2 separate regions of the Rattus norvegicus genome follow, and region 1 is linked to region 2. Evidence: chromatin contacts called from public Hi-C data. All regions are on one chromosome and are shown on one strand. Each heading gives the region's core, a stretch centred on a gene start, on an enhancer-like site or on the middle of the called end of the contact. The rest is flanking DNA. Distances are from core to core; before and after follow the strand shown.

Region 1 (6,100 bases), core at 2,964-5,463, 180 kb before region 2:
CGCCTGCTTTGGGGTGTGTGTGTGTGTGTGTGTGTGTGTGTGTGTGTGTGTGTGTGTGTGTGCCTGCTTTGGGGTGTGTGTGTGTGTGTGTGTGTGTGTGCACCTGGGACAGAGCACCTGGGACAGAGCACCTGAGACAGAGCACCTGGGACAGAGCACCTGGGACAGAGCACCTGGGACAGAGCACCTGGCACTGCCAGCGCCTGCTTTGGGGTGTGTGTGTGTGTGTGTGTGTGTGTGTGTGTGTGTGTGTGTGTCTGCTTTGGGGGGTGTGTGTGTGTGTGTGTGTGTGTGTGTGTGTGCACCTGGGACAGAGCACCTGAGACAGAGCACCTGGCACTGCCAGCGCCTGCTTTGGGGTGTGTGTGTGTGTGTGTGTGTGTGTGTGTGTGTGTGCACCTGGGACAGAGCACCTGGGACAGAGCACCTGAGACAGAGCACCTGGCACTGCCAGCGCCTGCTTTGGGTGTGTGTGTGTGTGTGTGTGTGTGTGTGTTTGTTTTGAGACAGGGCCTCACTATGGAGCCCTGGCTACCGTGGAACTATTTCTGTAGACCAGGCTGGCTTCAAACTCACAAGGATTAGCCTGCCTCTGCCTCCCAGTGGGCACTCAGGTTAAGGGTGTTGCCGCCTCATGCAGCTGTTAAATGAAAAGGATTCTCGATAAGCATTAGTCATTAGTATCTTTACACATGAGCATTTAAACTTAGTCATGTCTTTAAGAATTCATTCTATGTAAGTAAAGACAAATTACGGATGGTGTCACCTCTTCATTTGTCTGCATGAAGCTCTGGGAACTGAGTTCCAAGATCACACATTCGACACACGGAAGTGACCTTAGTCTTACCGGCAAAGCTCAGTGCTACTTCGTAGGAAGAATGACTGATAACCCCTTGCCCTCTAACAGCCAGCACGTTCCCTACTTTCCATCATGCGATCACGGATCCCCTGGACTTGCCAGTCTCTTTCCCATTAGGGCACACCGATGAGGTAATAGCTGCAAAGGATCCTGGGATGTTTCCACGGTGCATTTGCCTCACGACTTTCCAGTCGCAATGAGGGTCTGTGATGCACACCAGAAATTGTGATCCAAATCCAAGAATTAGCAAGTGTCAGTCAGTCAGGATTCCAACCAAGTGCTGTGTGGTTGTGAGAATGAGTGGTTCCTTCCCCTGTTTACCCTCAAGAGGAGCTGCAGGCTGAGGCCCCGGGAGTTGTATCTTTCCCCTCTCTTTGTCTGCTGCAAACAGGAGCCTACCTGAAGTACAAATGGCTTTCGGCTGGGGATGTAGGAGTTGCCTAGGCAGCAAAGACTGTCAAGCCCGCACTGTGTCTGTCAGGAACCTAGGGAATTGGAGTGGGGTCATCTGCTACATTTGAGTATCCCTTAGTTTTTCCTTGGTGCTTCAAAATGGCTTGGGTCGATTGTGAAGAGCTAAAGAGTACCTACAGAGTAACTGGCTATGGTTTAGGACATGTCCTAAACTCTAGCTCCAACCAGAAGAAGCCACGGCAGGGCATATCGTCCGGATAGGAATAGATGCATGTGTTAACGGCATAGCCTCTTTTGATAGATTACCTAATTCCCTTGTGCTTCTGATTCCTCGGTTATAACACAGGAATTAGAGGTGCCAACACCAGAAGTAAAGCATGTAAGTAAGGTAAGGTAAAACAGACCCAGCAGGTAAGAAACCTACCCCGACCTTGACATGTAAGAGGTTTGCAGCAATGACCCTGGTTCTTGGGCCACATTTCTGACTAGGGCTCTTTCAGGCAATTTCTCTGTGATAGCTACAGACTATTCCCTTGCCTGTAGACAAGGGAAAGCCTATGAGGTAGCACGAAGATGCCTGATGCCATCTCGGCTGCATGCGCCTAGAGGCTGGGGACAGAGGCGCGTCCCACAGAAGGCATGCTGCGTCTTCCGATCTTAGGTGTGGGTTAAAGATTGCTTCTATGCACCCAAAGCAGCCCCGAGGCTACCCCAAGATCCGTCCATGAAGACAGCAGAGGACTTCCAGGTCTAAGCAGGCATGTTCCCCAGCCAGCACCACTTCAGCCAGACTCCTCCTGAACTCTAACCCCTACCCCCTCTATCCACCCAAGTCCTGTTTATTTTAACCCCTAAACCTCTTCAGTCTGCCTATTGCTCCCCATCATCACCACCACCAACCAAGCTAGTCTCTCACCTTGACCGCTTAATTTTGAGTCAAGACCTTGGTTTTAGCTGTTTAGGAAGGATTCCCTAGAAGGGTGGCCTCTTGTTTTGGTAAGTTTCCCAAGGGTTGCCCAACACCGGAATCCTAAAATGTAAAAATAGGCCTCTGGAGAGAGAGCACTTCCCCAGGTCTCTCAGGAGGTTGGGTAACTGGCCTGGCAGAAATGAAGACATTCTAAAGAGGTAGTTTTAAACATTGGATGCCAGAGAGATGGGAAATTCCCCAGAAATTTCATGGTGGGAGAGAGGAAAAACTACCAGCCAGAGGGGGAATTTGTCTTCTGGGCCACAGAGCTTGAACACACTCTCAGAAAATCTCACAGGATGACAAAAAAAAAAAAAAAAAAAAAGGACCTGTGGTAGGCTGGACCAGACTGCTTACATGTGCATATCCTTGGCGTTCTATTTGAACTTTAATCTAATGTTAGGATCATGGAGATGGATGTGGGAGGTTTGCTGGATCTGTCTGTCCCTCTTCCCAATGTGACCTCGCCGTGAATGAATCCCTTGTTTTCCACTATTTTAATTGACTTACTGAGGACCCAGCATAGGGCACAGGCTGTGACCCCCAAGTGTGACAATTACACTCACGTGCCCTGAGGTAAGTAAGTGTTCTCCAGCAGAGACATCACAAGCAACGTGTGCCTTTTAGGCATTATTACGAACCAATTACCCAAATTGGGTAAAACAATCTCATACAGTAAACAAGTGAGCTAAGAGAGTCCTGCCAAGAATCGCAGTGTACTTACCGACAGCCCAAACAAAAAAAAATTGGAAGACCAGAAACTTTTAACCTGAACAACTCATGCCAGACACTGAAGGGCTAAAATAATAGGAATAATAAGCAGATCCCAAAGCAAAATCAGTCCAAATCATTCCGCATTATAGGGGCTGCACATTCTCACCCATTAGCCTTAATCATACTAAGGGTGTTTTGTGCAGAACCATACTAGAAAGAAAGAAAGAAAGAAAGAAAGAAAGAAAGAAAGAAAGAAAGAAAGAAAGAAAGAAAGAAAGAGAGAAAGAAAGAGAGAGAGACAGAGAGAGAGACAGAGAGAGAGACAGAGAGAGAGAGAGAGAGAGAGAGAGAGAGAGAGAAAGGAAGGAAAAGAAAGGAAAAAAAGAAGAAAAAACCTTGGAGTTATTAACTACCTAAAAATACTTTAAATAGTTATTTAAAATGTTTTTATTTCTCTCATCTTTTAGCACTGCCTGTATTCTACAACATTTATCCCTATGTAATCTATCACGTGTTAGTCTAAATATTAGTAAATGTATAATTTTAAAATACTTGGAATGACAGCTTACTCCCCCCCCCCCGCCCTTCTAAGTATCAGGGTTATTAAGGTTTTTAAGACTCAGTTTAGCAGCTCACAGGTCCCCTTTGCAGTCCCTTTTCTTACACTCTCATTGGACCACGCCAAGGATAGGAGGGGATCCACCCATCCACACCAGGCCAGGACAGAAGAGGCGCCAAGACAGATCACCCGCCCTCCCCGGTGCCAGAGCCCTACCTGATTGTGCCACCGGATGACGTTTCCAAATCCCCCAGTTCCGAGGCGTTCTTTCATTTCCCAGGCCCCACATGTCTGGGTTGGGAGAGAAGGTGACCAGCTCATATCGATGCCCTCCCTGCTAACTCTAGAAGCAAGTAGGAAGAGAGGACAAGTTGAGAGTAAGAACACTGGAGCTCAAGAAGCAGGGGGAAGCAGCAGCGGCTGCTGCCTTCAAGGGGAGGCTGGGCTAGGAGACCGATTTAGTTAACAAATAAAAGTTGCTGCGGCCCGGCCCGCCGGCGGGTCCGCTCCGCACCGCACCGAGCGCGGTGCAGCCAGGGACCCCGGGGAGAAGCCGAGCGTGCACCCGGGCGAGCCGGTCCACCGGCCACGAGCCACCCTCGCGTGGGACTCACCTGCCCCGGGGGCCGCGGGGCCGCTAGCGACACCCGCTGAGGACATGAAAACTCGGGGTCCCCACGCAGCCAGCTCAGCGCCACTTCCTCAAACACTTCCTGCCCTGACGTCACGGGCACTTGACGGCTCTTAAAGGGGACGCGCGAGCCGCTCGCTGGGACTGAGCCACAGCCAGCCGTGGTGCTGGACCTGGCGGTGCAGGACCTGGCGGCTTGGAGAGTTCTTCACCCTGGCGCTTTTCTGACTGAGCTTGATCCCACTGGCTTAGGCAGTTAATCTGCTAAACCCCCACTAGGGCTGACTTAGGGACTGTCCTAAGAATTGCTTCCCTGTCCTCCCACCATTCGCCATTCGGAGCCCGAACGCTCCTGGTTCAGAAATAAGAATAAGAAACCACCCTTATGCTCCTCATAACACACCACCATCCCCCTCAAGGGGGGAGGGAGGAGAGGGAAGAGTACAAAGATAAAACAAAAGCTAGTGCTGTCTACCTAAACTGGAGTTTCAGCACTGGGAGCATAGGGAAATTACTTGTTATTAGGTCAAGAGCCTGGGTATTGCCACTCCACACCCCTACCAGCCCCCACCCCTGCCTCGAGCAAGCCAGGTTCAGCCACTCACCTTCCATAGCCTAATTCATGATACAAGTAGCGATGAAAGGCGGGTGAAGAAGTTTATTCAATGTGACTACATTGGGAAAAGACAAGAGATCCAATCACTCTCACCCGTACCTCTGCTAAGCCAAGTCCAATTTTGGGGTCCTGCCATGGGGTTTGGGTTTAAATGGAAGGGAAGAGGTATACATAACTAAGTATTTGTGCTCAAGGTATGTTCTGGTCCACCATCATTGATGAGGCTCCAGTCTCTCCTATGAGGTGGCATTTGTCAGAACCGTGTGAAAGCTCTGCCTGAGCCAGGCTCCTCTGCTGTTAGCACAAGGCTTCTGACATTGCTGGCTTTTTAGACAGCGGACAGCAACCAGCGAGGCCAACAGAGTCTTCCACGGATTGAATGATAAGTCCACGGTCTTTGTGGGATAACTAGGGAACTCTGAGAATTTGAACTCAGGAATAGAGCAAATAAAGCACTTCTCACTCTTTTATTGTTAAAGCGAGCAAAACACGAAGTGATGTTGACAGAGAGCTTTCGCAAATACAAGGACAACAAGGGAATACACTTGGTATTATGTCTTATCATCCTTGGACGTGTGAGGAAAAAAGCCAAGAATATTCCTCCCAGAACTTCGCCCCTCCCACAGAGATAACATGGACATACCCTTCGGTCCTCGCTTTCACCGCCATCCACTTTTTATAGGTTATGCAATTATTTCTAGAAGGCCACCTTGTGCGAAGAACATTCTGCACTCTGCCCTGACCACAGTTCTCAGGAAGGTCACAGCTTTCTTTCTTTTTTTTTTCTTTCTTTTTTTTCTTTTTTCTCAGAGCTGAGGACCGAACCCAGGGCCTTGCGCTTCCTAGGCAAGCGCTCTACCACTGAGCTAAATCCCCAACCCCAGGTCACAGCTTTCTTATACAGACTCGCACATGGCCTCAAATGATATTGGGGGGGGGGATTCCAATTTCTCGGAGTCTGTTATACCCACAGTTTAATAGGAAAAAGGAAGAGCTCAAGTGTCTACTTAGAACGCCTCCATTCCTGACAGGAAGATCTCGGTACCTCACTTCCGTTTTGAGGTAAGAGATTCCTCTACCTGAAACAAATATAAGCAGAAGTGGGAACCAAGGGTGCACCGTGTCATCCAAAGAAACAGCTCTCACCTCAAAGGAAAAAAAAATACATAGTTTATTCAGGAGCATAGATAAGAGATCACGGCATGGGAATATACATTTAGTCCCCGGATATAACGTTCCAATGTGGAAGCAGTTTTAAGAAGCTTTATAGTTTTACAGACCCAAGAAAGGAACAAATCAAGGCAGGTTTGAGACACACCAGTGGATACCTCAGAGAG
Region 2 (5,937 bases), core at 2,998-5,497:
GCACAGGTACAAAGCATTCTCATTACCCTAAGAAGTTCTTAGAACACTCTGGACAGTGATAGACTATTATGAGAAGACAGAATGTTTATTGGGCTTATGAGTGTGTGATGTGTGTTCATGTATGCATGTGTGTTCCTTTGAAGGCTGGAGGTTGACATCAGCAATCTTCCTAGATCACTGTCCACTTTATCCATTGAGGCTGCTTATTGCAGTTGAGTCCAGAACTTGGGAATATTGCTCATCTGGCTAGCCAGACTGCTTTACTGTTTTTGCTGTAATTATAGGCCAGCCTCCATGACAACACTGTATTTACAGTGGTTCTAGAGATCCAAACTCTATTCATACTTATTTGCACTGTGAGCGCCATAGCTGTTACCCAGCCCCTAGGCTTCAGGAGTTTAGGAGTTGAAAGTGTCAGCTTCAGGTTATTCTGATGGGATCTTTATGATTGGGGTCTGTGCATCAAGTTTGTGTGTTTTTACTCTCACCTTGTCTTTTACTCGTCGTATTAGGCTGAGGTATTTAGAGCTATGCAGAATAGAATTTGCAAATGCATATTTTATGTAAAGACTTAATTCCAAATATATTGTTCCTGGTAATGAGACAAGGATAATGAGAGACTGACTTTATGGAATTTAAATTGATTGACATTATGAAGCTAACAGGAGAAGTTGTAATGAACCTACTTGATGTGGCAAAATGTTTGTTGTTTTAAGTAAGCTGGCTCAGCTGCACATTTCCATTTCTAAATGCTAGCGATTGACAGTGCTGTTTAGAACCGCCAAGCTTAGTCCCATGCCTGGGAGGTGCCCGCTCTAGACTGGCAGCTGGCTCTCACTACTGCCCGTTGTGGTGACTGCTTTGTACCTATCACGGCCACCTTTAACTAGATTTATGGATTCTTTTGAGAGTAGGGAGCCTAAGTGCATATTCAGAATACTCAGAGACCTTTAAAATTATCATTTCAAATATTACTATTTTGCAGATGAACAGCCCTGGCATCCCTATAGTTGGAGAATTAGAACTAGAGAACTTGCCTTCTGTCAGTCTATCTACCTCTCAACTATTGATGGATTATACTGAGAGACGACCTAAATTACTGTGGTTTGAGGCTACCCACTATGAGCATATGAACTCTGTAAAAGAAATAAAGATTACTTACAAATACTTCCTGATTCCAACACTATCTTCTACTTGGTTTTCATAGTCTATTTTTAAGGGTATTTGTGTGATGTTTTTACAAATTTCTATTTTTGGAATCTGGAGAAATGGCTCAACAGTTAACAGCACGGCTGTTCCACGGGAGACCTGGGTTTGAGTCCTTGCTCCCAGATTACAGTTCGCAGTTATCCATAACTTCAGCTCCAGGGAATCCAGAGCCGTCTTCTACCAATCTTTGTAGCCATGAGACATGAAAGTGGTGCACAGACATGCATGCAGGTAAAACACGTCCATTAAAAAATGATTGCTTTTGTTAATCATGTGTATGTGTATGCAGCTGTGTATGTGAGTGTAGCATCCACAGAAGCCAGAGGGGGTGTTAGATCCCTTGGAGCTGGAGTTACAGGCAGTTATGAGTTGCCTCTGGGTACCCAGTTGATGTCCTCTAGAAGAGCAGTACGTGCTCTTAACCAGTGAGCCTCTCTACTGCCCCAGATTATTTGGTAGTTTTAGACATGATGGCATTATGATCCCACAGTGAGTAGACTAGACTAAACTGACGAGCCCAAAAAAGGTGTGAGGTAATAAATGAGTTGGTAGAATGTTTGTGGGGAAGGCCCAAAACTTTGGTGTGATACCCATCACTGTCATCACGCAAACTAGTTTGATGGCACCCTCACTCTTACAATCCCAGTACTCAGGAGATGAAGGCCAGAGGCTCAGAAGTCCAAGGGCTATATGGTGACCGTGGACCAGGCTGAGATCATGAGACCCTTTCTCAAAAGTAAATTACCTGGTTTCTTAGCTTAAAGAAATGCTGCAGGTTTGTATTTTTTCATGTATTACATTTGGTGCTAGCCGATACATATGGCTTTAGAGTGCTCATTTATAGAAACTAATAAAACTTAATGAGCTCCAGATTCTGAGCTTTTAATCTTATAGCCGTGTTACAGTTTTGCCTTCAATATAGCTGTTATGTGCACTCCCAGGTTTGTACATAGGCTACAGATACACAGCAGAGAGCTGTAACAGCAGTCTTTCCTAGGTAGAGACAAGACTGTATTATTAAATATCTGAATGATTTATTAAAATTCATTTCTTGTTCACCACAGTCCTTTAAAAAGTGGTAGGCATGCACTTGGTATTTTTATAATTGTTATTTGATACGATACTCTTCTACTCAGAAACATTTGTGATTTATTTCTGTAGTGGCCCATGCCTTAGATGGAAGGGCAGAGCAGGTCGGACTTTTGAAGAACAAGTTTCTCTATAAGGCCAGTCTCCTTACCCTTTTCTCCTGGAGCTGAGAGCAGTTTTAGTATTGGGTCTCTATTTGGGAGTCAAGACTTTAATTACAGGATTTTCCTTTTCCCAGTGACAGTTCCCTTTCCTTCACTTTTGCCTTGGGGGAGCAGTACATCTGTGTACACATACACTTGGAGAATTGGAGTCAGGACATTATCTTTCTAGACATCCTTGTGTAGTACCAGCATGCCCAGAGGGGTTCCTGTAAGACAGCTTTTCTGTTCTTGTCTCTCCTTTCGGCGTCTAGATCTGGTGACTTTACATCCATAAATGTTCTAGTTAGAAAAACAGCAGAAGGAATTTAACATTTGGCACAAAAATTGGCAGTGTGAGACCAAGCCGGCTGCTCCAACTCGCGTCCCTGACCTCTGAAGTGTGCAGCCTGCATTGGTCAGGCTTCCCTTATTAAGTACCACACTACTGTACACTCCGTCTTTATCACACTGGCTTTTCTTTGAAAGCCGCTGCCATCAGGCATTAACTTGTTAATCCCTTACACCTTTGCGTTGTGGTGCAGGCAGAGCACTGAAGAGGGACATACTTAAGAATCCTGATTAGATGAAGTGTTGGCAGAGATTATGCTTATAACTACCTCAGATTAGTAGATTGGTACCTCGAAAATATCCCTTTTTTTTAAAAGAAGAAAATTCTCAAAGAATTTTAAAGATAGGAAAGTACTGATTTTCTAAATGTGAATATTTTAAATGTCTGTATTCATCAGAATCAAAATTGGAAACAGCTCTGATGTTCCTGGGCTTGGTCATAGCTAAATGAACTGTAGTCTGTCGATGTAGGGAATATTACTGACAGCAGAAAGGGGCAGCCTGGGATAGAGCTGTGGCCATGGATAAATGTCAGATGTGCTGTGCTCTGAGAAGGGAGCCGAGGGCTGCGGTGCAGTCTATTTATGTGTGGACGTGCTGCCTATGTGGACGCGCTGCCCATTTTTGTTTTATTTCTGGAAGTGCTGAGTTTTGAGTCCTCTGCCATACCCTAGTCCTGAAGTATGGAATTTTCACTGCAGGGCTGCATTGTGCACAGCCTTTTCTAGAACAGAAGCTGCTTCATTGTTTGTCTCTGCGTTAAGGCAGAAGATAGCGGGAGATCTTGTAGTTTATGATTCTTATTTTCAAGATTGAGTCTGCAAAACATAGGCTGCTAGTGATTTTAAAGAAGAAGCAAAACCAAAAGTGTTTGGGTTTATTTTGTTTTTTTCTTTTTTCAAGAAAGCAAAAGCCCAATGTTACTTTTTCCTGAAGTTTAATGACAGGGCTAAATGCTTAAGTCTCTTTTTTAAAAACAGCATATTAAAGCTTCCTAGTTAATGGAGCGGGAGATGATTCAGTGGTTAAGATCATTTCCTGTTCTCGCAGAGGACCTGGGCCTTGTTCTCAGCGTTGCCATGGCAGCCCACAGCCTTCTGTAACTAGTTGGAGGAGATCCAGTGCCTCCTGGATCCTCCATGGGCAATTACACTTACACACACAGTCACATGCATACATGTGTGACAAGTAGTCACTCACAGAAAGTAATAAATAAAGTTTCATAGCTCTTTAGAAAATAACGTGAGGTTCTCTCCTTCCCCCAGGTCCTAGTCCTTTGTGTTTCTGTCAGGTTGGGGCGCCCTTGTGTGTAATAGTGATTGCTCCTTCTGTGTCTCGGGCCGTTGCTCCACATGAGTGTGCGTCCTCTTCTATCAGCTGCAGTGTATGCCTAGCGACAGGGAGTTGACTCTGCCATAGTTTTGTTTCTTAGCACCCAACTCAATATCCTTGTAAAACAATGGCTAAATGGTATGTGGAAGTCATTCTGAAGATGTGATGTGACTCACTAATTTTTATTAGTTGACTAACACTGCCATCGCCAAGTACCACGGATTAGGTGGCTCAAACAGAGGACATTTTGTTTTTCCATGGTTCTGCAGGCTAGAAGTTCAAAAGAGGATGATGAAGATAGTTTTGGTGAGGCTTCTGGCCTTGCAGATGGATATCTTGTTGCTGTGTCTTCTCTCGTCATTTTTCTATGCCTATATCCTCGTAGTGCTTCTTCTTCTTAAAAAGGTATCAGTCCTGATGGATCAGGGTTCTAGCCTCTGACTTCACTTAACATTAACTGCTTCTTAAAGATCCTCTTTCCAAATACAGAGAGACTGGGAGTGAGGACTTCAGCACATGCATTTTAAAGAGAAGGCACCATTTAGTTCACTCCTGCGACCTGCAAATACACTGCTGTAGTTACCTCTGTGTGCTGTATCCAAATACCTGACAGAGCAGCTTGAAGGACAGGGTTATCTGGACTCACAGTGCAGCGTGGAAGGCAGTGCATGAACAGCAGGAGCCCGAGGCAGCTGATGGCACAGCAGCCACAGCCAGGACCCACAGGGCAGCGAGTGCTGGTGCTCTGCTAGCCTTCTCCTCTGGATTCAGTTCAGACCCTGGACGACAGCAACGGGGCTGCTCACATTCACGCATGTATTCCTTCATGGGTCTCTCCATGCCCAGGGGAGACTTTCTGTCTGCACCTTCAGGGTACACCCAGAGGTGTGCTTTCTGTGGTGATCCTGAATCCAGTTAAGTTGATGATAAAATCTATCATGTATGCCAAGTCATTAAGATACTGCACTGTGCCAGTCCAGACCTAGCCAGGGAAGCGCCTGTCACACTGGACATTTCATTGGAGAGAGCAGTAGCAGATCAGAAAACTCACCACTTCATACACAGTGCTTAACTTACTCAAGCACTTATAACCTCTTTGGCTGAGGAAACCGAATGAGAGGTTTGAGTTTTTTTTTTTTGTTTTTTTGTTTTTTTTTTTTTTCTTTTTTTCGGAGCTGGGGACCGAACCCAGGGCCTTGCACTTGCTAGGCAAGCGCTCTACCGCTGAGCTAAATCCCCAGCCCCGGTTTGAGTTTTTCAATGGTTGCAGAGGCAGCTACACAGGGCTGTCTCAGCCCTGCACAGACAACACACTGCCTGGTTGCTTCCAAAGGCTTGGACAAAGGACCCCACAAAGCTGGGACTCAGACTGTTTATGACAGCAGCTCTCAACCGTCCTAATGCTGTAACCCTTTAATGCAGGTCCTTGTGCTGTGGTGACCCCAACCATAAAATTATCTCATTACTACTTCATAACTAATTTTACTACTGTTAGGAGTTGTAATATAAATATCTGTGTTTTCTGATGGCTTTAGGTGACCCTGGTGAAAGGGTCATTTGACCCCCAAAGGGGTGTGACCCCCAGGTTGAGAACTATTGCCGTATGAGACTGTATTGCCGTGGATGGCAGCATTTGTAAACATGATCACTCTAGTCCTGAGGGAAGCTGAGACCACACATGGTGGTTCTAGAGAGGGTCCAAGAGTAGGATGACACTTGTCAGAGCATAAGACAGACAGACAGACAGGAAGGAGCGTGTGTTCCTGCGTGTATGGTGACTAATAGAAGGGTGTCTGGCAGAGGAGAAAGAGCACAT

Evidence for each region. A called contact is a pair of places that touch in the nucleus more often than the background predicts.
Region 1: a contact with region 2 is called in a Hi-C map of mammary epithelial cells, with 2.3 times the contacts expected there. The contact joins the promoter of Ikbkb here to the enhancer-like site in region 2. A contact is called at or near these places in 3 of 12 Hi-C or Micro-C datasets (the A7r5 cell line, frontal cortex and mammary epithelial cells).

Annotation. Positions count from the first base shown.
Region 1 is chr16:76,020,144-76,026,243 of GRCr8, reverse strand. It overlaps Ikbkb (inhibitor of nuclear factor kappa B kinase subunit beta), which reads right to left and starts at 4,213. Exons shown (of 22, transcript NM_053355.3): 1 at 4,131-4,213; 2 at 3,733-3,859. The coding sequence starts at 3,837. It also overlaps a transcript of Plat not described here.
Region 2 is chr16:75,836,866-75,842,802 of GRCr8, reverse strand. All of the region lies in intron 1 of Kat6a (lysine acetyltransferase 6A), which reads left to right. LOC120097527 (a long non-coding RNA gene) reads left to right here. Exons shown (of 2, transcript XR_005495032.2): 2 at 986-1,167. Among named protein-coding and RNA genes, the nearest start is that of Kat6al, 26 kb to the left of the region's middle. Within about 2 kb of position 4,247, at least 33 of the 93 cell types and tissues checked have an H3K27ac peak or open chromatin away from gene starts, as enhancers often do. A contact at or near this core is called in the A7r5 cell line, where this site is marked.